Regions from separate parts of the Larimichthys crocea genome. Here region 2 is linked to region 1. Evidence: chromatin contacts called from public Hi-C data. All regions are on one chromosome and are shown on one strand. Each heading gives the region's core, a stretch centred on a gene start, on an enhancer-like site or on the middle of the called end of the contact. The rest is flanking DNA. Distances are from core to core; before and after follow the strand shown.

The links. A called contact is a pair of places that touch in the nucleus more often than the background predicts.
Region 2: a contact with region 1 is called in a Hi-C map of muscle, with 4 times the contacts expected there. The contact joins the promoter of wwox here to the promoter of LOC104940469 in region 1. A contact is called at or near these places in 2 of 7 Hi-C or Micro-C datasets (both in muscle).

What each region holds. Positions count from the first base shown.
Region 1 is chrXXI:20,067,602-20,071,371 of L_crocea_2.0, forward strand. LOC104940469 (transcription factor Maf) reads left to right here and starts at 1,378. Exons shown (of 3, transcript XM_010757081.3): 1 at 1,378-2,729. The coding sequence starts at 1,753.
Region 2 is chrXXI:20,236,398-20,239,900 of L_crocea_2.0, forward strand. It overlaps wwox (WW domain containing oxidoreductase), which reads right to left and starts at 1,980. Exons shown (of 9, transcript XM_027272771.1): 1 at 1,702-1,980; 2 at 504-568; 3 at 67-124. The coding sequence starts at 1,808.

The DNA.
Region 1 (3,770 bases), core at 128-2,627:
TTTTCTGAAGCATCCCCGTGTGACATGTTCCAGGGAGAGTGCTCTTATTTACTCTCCAGTCCTCTGTGTATAGCCCTCCTTATTGTTTGTTCTTATGTGCCACCACTCCTGAGGAATGTGCTCCAGGAGAGAGAGAGAGAGACAGAGAGAAAAAGAGAGAGGGAGGAACACTGATGCTGTGATCATTACAGGAGATTCAGACTGTAGACTCCAGAAGGACACAGATTGGAGGTGTTGTCACTACAGAGTATTTCATTAGAAAAAAAGGATTTTAGACTTACAAGACATTTAAGGTTAGTACATGTGTAAGACTTTTCTCCTTACTGAAAAATGTCTTGTGTGTAGTTTAATTTTTAAATCCTGTCCATGTTAAACTTCATGTCCAGCAGTAGGTCTAGCAGAGAGCACAACAGCAAACTAATAAAAAAAAGGAGAAATGTTCCATTTTAAGACAATAAAATAAAATAAATAAAACAATTTTCACTCTGGAAGGGAGTCGGATACATACAAAGCACTCGAAGAACCACTTGAAGTATTATTTTACACCGAAAGGTGGCGACGTTGGGTTTCCAAACACTGTCATTCAAACAGACTCATGCCACGCTCTTTTCAAACACTTTCGCCTTCCTCACACAGCGATCCGGCTTATCTGCACTAATCTGTTTCTGCGATTTTATTCGGTATAAAGACAGGTTTTATATCACTCGGTGAACATCATTAAAATGCGTTTTTTAAAGGTATTGAATTCCAAGATGTTTGGTCTCGTGATTAAAAAAAGGTTTTGACTAATTAATTAGAAATCTGCCTACATAATTACTGAAATGCACCTGTGCACAATATTTCTATATCATGCAAAACATCAAATGAGACTTAAGAATGTCTGACAAATCAACAATCAAGGCTGAAACAAACAACGCTGTTGAGAAATGTGAGAAAAATTCAATTCAGTTTGAATTATTATAAAGACGATGGAAAATGCTTGAATATGTATTAAAATGATAACGACTTGTTTATCTAAAAAGACAGGCGTGCATATTTACCATCTGATATCTTCTGTTAATCCCTCGAATCATTTTTTTCTTTTATTTACTTTCGTTGTTTTTTTCCCATGAAAAAGGTGACAAAAGAATGAATTAAGTCTCACGTGTCAATCTGCTGATGGGCTTAGACACTTCAGAAAACTTTGGTTTCTATACCATTATGCTAATTACCTCCCCAGGCTGGGCTCTTCATTGGCTGAGTCTCAGTCAATTTCATATTTCAGTCCTGACGTCAGGACGCCTATAAAACTAAGCAATGCTTTTTAACTCGTCGGCTGACTGATCCTCTAGAAAAAAAAAATCTATCAATCCTTGGGTGGAGTTTTTTTTTTTTTTTTCATTCTCCACAAAGCAACTATTTGCCCGGGACACGTACGTGAACCTCCTCAATTTGGCGCACTAATCCTAAAAGGAGCCATGAAGTGTTAAATGGTAGAAACAGAGAGAGCGGCGCTCAGACACCCGCACGCTGGGAGAGAGGGAGGAAACAGCGCTCCTCCAATGCGTCTGTGCAACACAGGCTGAAGAAAAAAAAAACTTATCGACTCGCAAAACCAAAACCTGCGCTGCGCAATTAGTGCGAGAAAATCCACTTTTTCCTTCGGTTTTGAAGAAAATAAATAAAGAAATCAAGCTGGCTCAGTGCGTGTCTCAGCAGCCCACTTTGACAGGTGCTCCTCACCCCCTTTGGAGGACTGTCAACAGCAAGAGGATGGCATCAGAGCTGGCAATGAGCAACTCCGACCTGCCCACCAGTCCCCTGGCCATGGAATATGTTAATGACTTCGATCTGATGAAGTTTGAAGTGAAAAAGGAGCCGGTGGAGCCCGATCGCAGCATCAGCCAGTGCAGCCGCCTGGTCGCCGGGGGATCCCTATCTTCCACCCCGATGAGCACGCCTTGCAGCTCGGTTCCCCCCTCTCCAAGCTTCTCGGCGCCCAGTCCGGGATCAGGGAGCGAACAGAAGGCTCACTTGGAGGATTTCTACTGGATGACCGGGTACCAACAGCAGTTGAACCCCGAGGCTCTGGGCTTTAGCCCGGAGGACGCCGTAGAGGCGCTGATCAGCAGCAGTCACCAGCTCCAGACCTTCGATGGCTATACCAGAGGGCAGCAGTACGGCGGCGCAGCCGGGGCAGGAGGCGCCATGGCCGGGGAGGAGATGGGATCAGCGGCCGCCGTGGTGTCCGCGGTTATCGCTGCAGCCGCAGCCCAGAATGGGACTCCCCACCACCACCACCACCACCATCACCACCACCACGCAGGGGCACACCATCCCTCCTCCGGGTCTCAGTCCGGCGGCGGCGCGGGGGGAAACCACCAACACTTGCGCTTGGAAGATCGGTTCTCGGACGAGCAGCTGGTGACCATGTCGGTGCGGGAATTGAACCGGCAGCTCCGGGGGGTCAGCAAGGAAGAGGTGATCCGTCTGAAACAGAAGAGGAGGACGCTAAAGAACAGAGGCTATGCCCAGTCCTGCCGGTACAAGCGGGTCCAGCAGCGGCACGTCCTGGAGGGAGAGAAGACGCAACTCATACAGCAGGTGGACCACCTCAAGCAGGAGATCTCCCGGCTGGCCAGGGAGAGGGACGCCTACAAGGAGAAATACGAGAAGCTGATCAGCACCGGCTTCAGAGAAAACGGAGGTTCCAGCAGCGACAACAACCCCTCATCTCCGGAGTTTTTCATGTGAGTCTCGGCGCTGAAAAGTTTTAATAACCGACCCTCACAAAGAAAGAGAAAAAAAAAAACTTTTAATTTGCGCGCAGCTAAGAAAATAGTTTGTGCGTGTCTGTGTTGAAGTTGTTTTGTTAGTTAAGGGGGAAAAAAAAGAGTTTTCCTCTTTTCTGTATTTCAGTATTTTGTTTCAGGTTGAGGATCTTGTTTGATTTTATCACTTTTTAAAGGATACATAAATTGGCCTGTTTAAATGACTCTGAATTAGAATTTCCAGAGACATTTTAAAAGGTTTCTTTCCAATTCGTGATGTCTGCGTTAAGACACACTGCATAAAATAACTTCACTGAGCAGATCCGCCCTTATAGCCTCATCCTTTCTGCGCCTCGTCCACCCTGTTCCCTTTCTACAATTTGTTTTCTGAAATTAAAACATTGCTCAGGCAGCAGCAGCTTTATTTTGATGTGAATGTATTTTTGTTTTTTGTGTTTGAAGTCAGTTTATTTTGATATGAATGATCTCATTTTCATATCATCCATCCTATTTGTCTTGTAGGGGTAAAAAAAAAACTGATTTACAGCAGACGTTTGGGGAAATTGGTGTCAGACTGTAACAGTTATGTGAAGCCATGCATGCTGGTCATGTACGGATTGTGTTTTTACTTTTTTTTTCTTTTTTCCTTATTTTTGTGAACTTGTGTATAATGGTTGTATTATATCATGACTGCATTGTTCAGCCTCATCATCTTTTGGGATTTATTTGTAAAACAAACAAACAAACAAAGTCACTTTGCTTCCATAAAAGTTCCCCGCGAACATGGACCCTTCGACATTTTATTTGGCTTCTTGGAGCCCGAGGGGGGGAAAGGGACATTGTGGAATAAAACCAACTTTGTACTCAATATTGATCTATCCTGACAGACAACATAGTATCAAGGTGAGCAGCATCAGAATATTTAGTAGAAACAATTCTCCTTTTTCCTGACAGATACACACTAAATAGATATTGCGATCAACAAGTGGGGCTGAAGATAAAAATGCTTTGAAAAGAACA
Region 2 (3,503 bases), core at 730-3,229, 170 kb after region 1:
TGGCCAAAATGAGCTCATTTGTTTCATCTATTGAGCAAAGAGAAGTTTAACCATCAATATACTTACTCAACATAAATGATCTGCCCTTTTTCATCAGTTTCTTGCTCCCAACCGTACGGTAAATCTGCGGGAAGAGACAGACATCATATTTCTTTAACAACCAGAATAAATAGGAACAAAATGCTGAAGGCGATAGTTACATAATTTAAGAAACATATATATGTAGAAACAAAGTTACTGAAAACAAGGAGGTTATCACAACTTAAAATTAACTTTAAATGTGTTACTATATGCCTTGAATATGTGAGTGACTTTCAACTGAATAGAAATTTAGATATGATTAGATTTAATTTTATTATCATTGCACAAAGTACTCAGACAAGGAAAGGCGATATAGCGTCTAGCCAGAAGTCCAAAAAGCAGTAAAGTGCAGAGTAATGTACATATGTAAAGAGAACAGTCATGTAAGACACACACAAAAAAAACAAGTGAATAAAGCAAACCTCCAGCACAACGTTTTTTCTTTCCTGTCTTTGGGTGTTCCCACTGTGTCTTCATCTCATCATGGCTGTAAACAGAGACAAAAGAAGATATGTCTTATATATTTATGTACTGCGAACAGCACACATTGATCAGAATCAATATTAACGTGACAGGTTTAACCAAATTACACATCCGCGGTCTCTTGGTTGTTTGATGTTATACATAAAAAGAATCGCACATGTAAAATAAAGGGCAAGGAAAACTAGAGCCTGGCTGACGTTAGTCTACTACCACACATGTATCTGTCCACCATGCATGCAAATTCTTCATGTATAGTTATTTATTGTTCAATTCACAGCCAGGTTTACACTTTCAATGCAATGTTTCAGTCAATTTGGACACTAAAGTTTCATGGCAAACGCTATATATCTTTGTCAGTGTTTCATAACAACATTTGAGGGATCTATTTTAAGATTTTACTCCTTAATCTGCGCCCGAAATCCAGTATCAGTCAGGCTCTAGACAAAAAAAAAAACCATTGAGTTATACCTAAAGTACGCAACATGAATGAAAGGTAACCTGACAAAAGACGCACAATCATGAGACAAAACATTACAAAGGACTTCAGAAATGTTGCAATTCAAGGACAAGAGACACATATTCATAAAATAAAAACAAACACACAGAATAGCCAATATTAGACATCAGGCTGGGCTTTGGCAAACCAACTTCAAATGTGTCTAACAAATCAAAGACAGGCACTGATGTAACAAGCAACATGAAATCTTATGTTGGCACTGTTGTTTCTTCTTCTTACATCACCACGGGCAAACCAAATGCACTGTCCCATCACTGATGATGGTTTTTATTTGATATTCAAGGAGTGACTCTGTCATGAAGTTGTGCCTCATTTCACAACCTCTGAGCTACAGTGCTGCAGCTACTGCATACTACAGCAACTACAGTATGACTTGGGATATTATTACAGCCACATCCTTATCAAGACATTTCATGTTAAATAGGTCCTAATGTGACTCTGTAGACTAAATCATTTCACGCTAACAATGCAGATATCAGCTTGTTTAAACTGGTGCAGCTAACGAGCTGTGTTAGCCACAGACTGATAACACTGATGTGACTCTTTGTGGCTGAGGCTGACTTCATGATCACAGACATTTTGGTGTTGACAGGTAACACTACTACAGATATCACACTTACTTTGCATAGTAGACCCAACCATCTTTCGTGGACCTCTCTTCCCACCCGGGAGGTAACTCATCATCACTGTCTGTGTCGTCCATGCCTGCGTATTTCAGAGCCGCCATGACTCACGTTTGTTTTTGTTTTGTTCGCTACAAACACAAACCCAGAGAGGAAAATCTGAAGGATGAATGCAGCTGACAGACTATGACCACCCTGCACAGCGTACACCGGCACTTCCGCGACAACATGGTGACGCTTGCCGCACAGCCCTCTGGGAAATGGAGGAAGAAACATGCGGAGGTTCAAGTGTTTTTTTTATTTTTTGTTATCACGAGTATATTATCAGCAACCAAAGAGGTCGAAATATAATTAAGCTTCCTTAAAGTTTTTAAAATGTAATTTGTATGTATGTAATAATGTAATGTAATATTTTTTATGGTACAAGACTAGCTGCTATCGCGTTGAACCATTAGTGAGAAAACACACAGTATGGCTCAATACATAGCGGGCTACCTGAGTTACTATGCACCTGATGTTAATGATGCTGCTGTGGTGCAATGTAAAAACTGGATGCTGTCTTTTGGGGGCATTTCCCCCATTCTCGTTCTTGTATACCATATAAGATTCTCTTGTTTATGAATGATATGGTCCCATCCTCTGTTGTTCTTGTTGTTATGGCTGTTTTTGTCTAAGACCGCACTGTTTGTCTGTTTTTGTGACTGTCTATGTTGGTTTGTGATTATGTATAAAAAAAACTAAAAATATATATTTAAAAAAAGAAAAGAAAAAAAATCATTTTTAGTTTATTAATAATACACAACAGAAAAACATCAATGGACTACAAAACAGGGACTTGCATGATTGCAAATCTACTTAATCAATGTATTCCTAATAAAACTAACTATTAAATTAAAATAAAGCAGCTCACAGAACACTAGGTGGATAATAAAAAATATTAAGTAAGTAAATATTAAGTAAGTAAGTAAAATAAACAGTCAATAACATAAAATAAAATAAAAAGTTATATATGCTATACACACCTTGCAAGTATAGGTACAGTATGTGTATGTTGATTTTCCACACCTGTCCCACCGACACTGTTCTGCACAACAGGTTCCCCATACTGTACAGTAGTACATTACCTCTTTTGTATACAAAGCCAGCTTTGTTCGGCCTGTTAATCTTTGGTTACCTGTTGCACGTGTCCTGCCTGTCTGTCAGTTTTCAGTTTGTGTATCCAAAACGGCTGTGCAATTATGAGGGAACAGGACCCTGTAAAAGATTTTAAATTGCTAATATAATATGTGTGTGTGTGTGAGTGTGTGTGTGTGTGTGTGTGTGTGTGTGTGTTATATATGTTACTGACAACCGAGGAGTAGAGTAGGAAGAAGGGGAAGACAAGGCACTTCTCCCTTAGTCACTGGTCTGTCTCTTTTCTATGTATGATAACCTGTGTTCAAACACTGTCACAATAGAAAAAGTACAGACATAAACCATGAAATTCAGCTGCTTCAGTTACAGGCATTGGGCATATCAGCTCGCTGTCACTGTGAAAAGGATATATTAATTCATTTTCATATACAGTAAATACAAATGTTGGTCTTTGCTTTCTTTAAATTACTCTTAGGGGGAAGAATAAAATATTTTGCATTGAGTTGAACTGCATTTGTTTCATTGCTATTCGTCTCTCTATCAGTCTGATAGACCACTGATGTTCAACCTGCTATTAATAACACCTAGCCAAAGAAATTGATACCTGCAGGACAGCTGAAGGTATAAAAATCTGATGCCTTTTGGAATGTAATGTTGATGTGGGG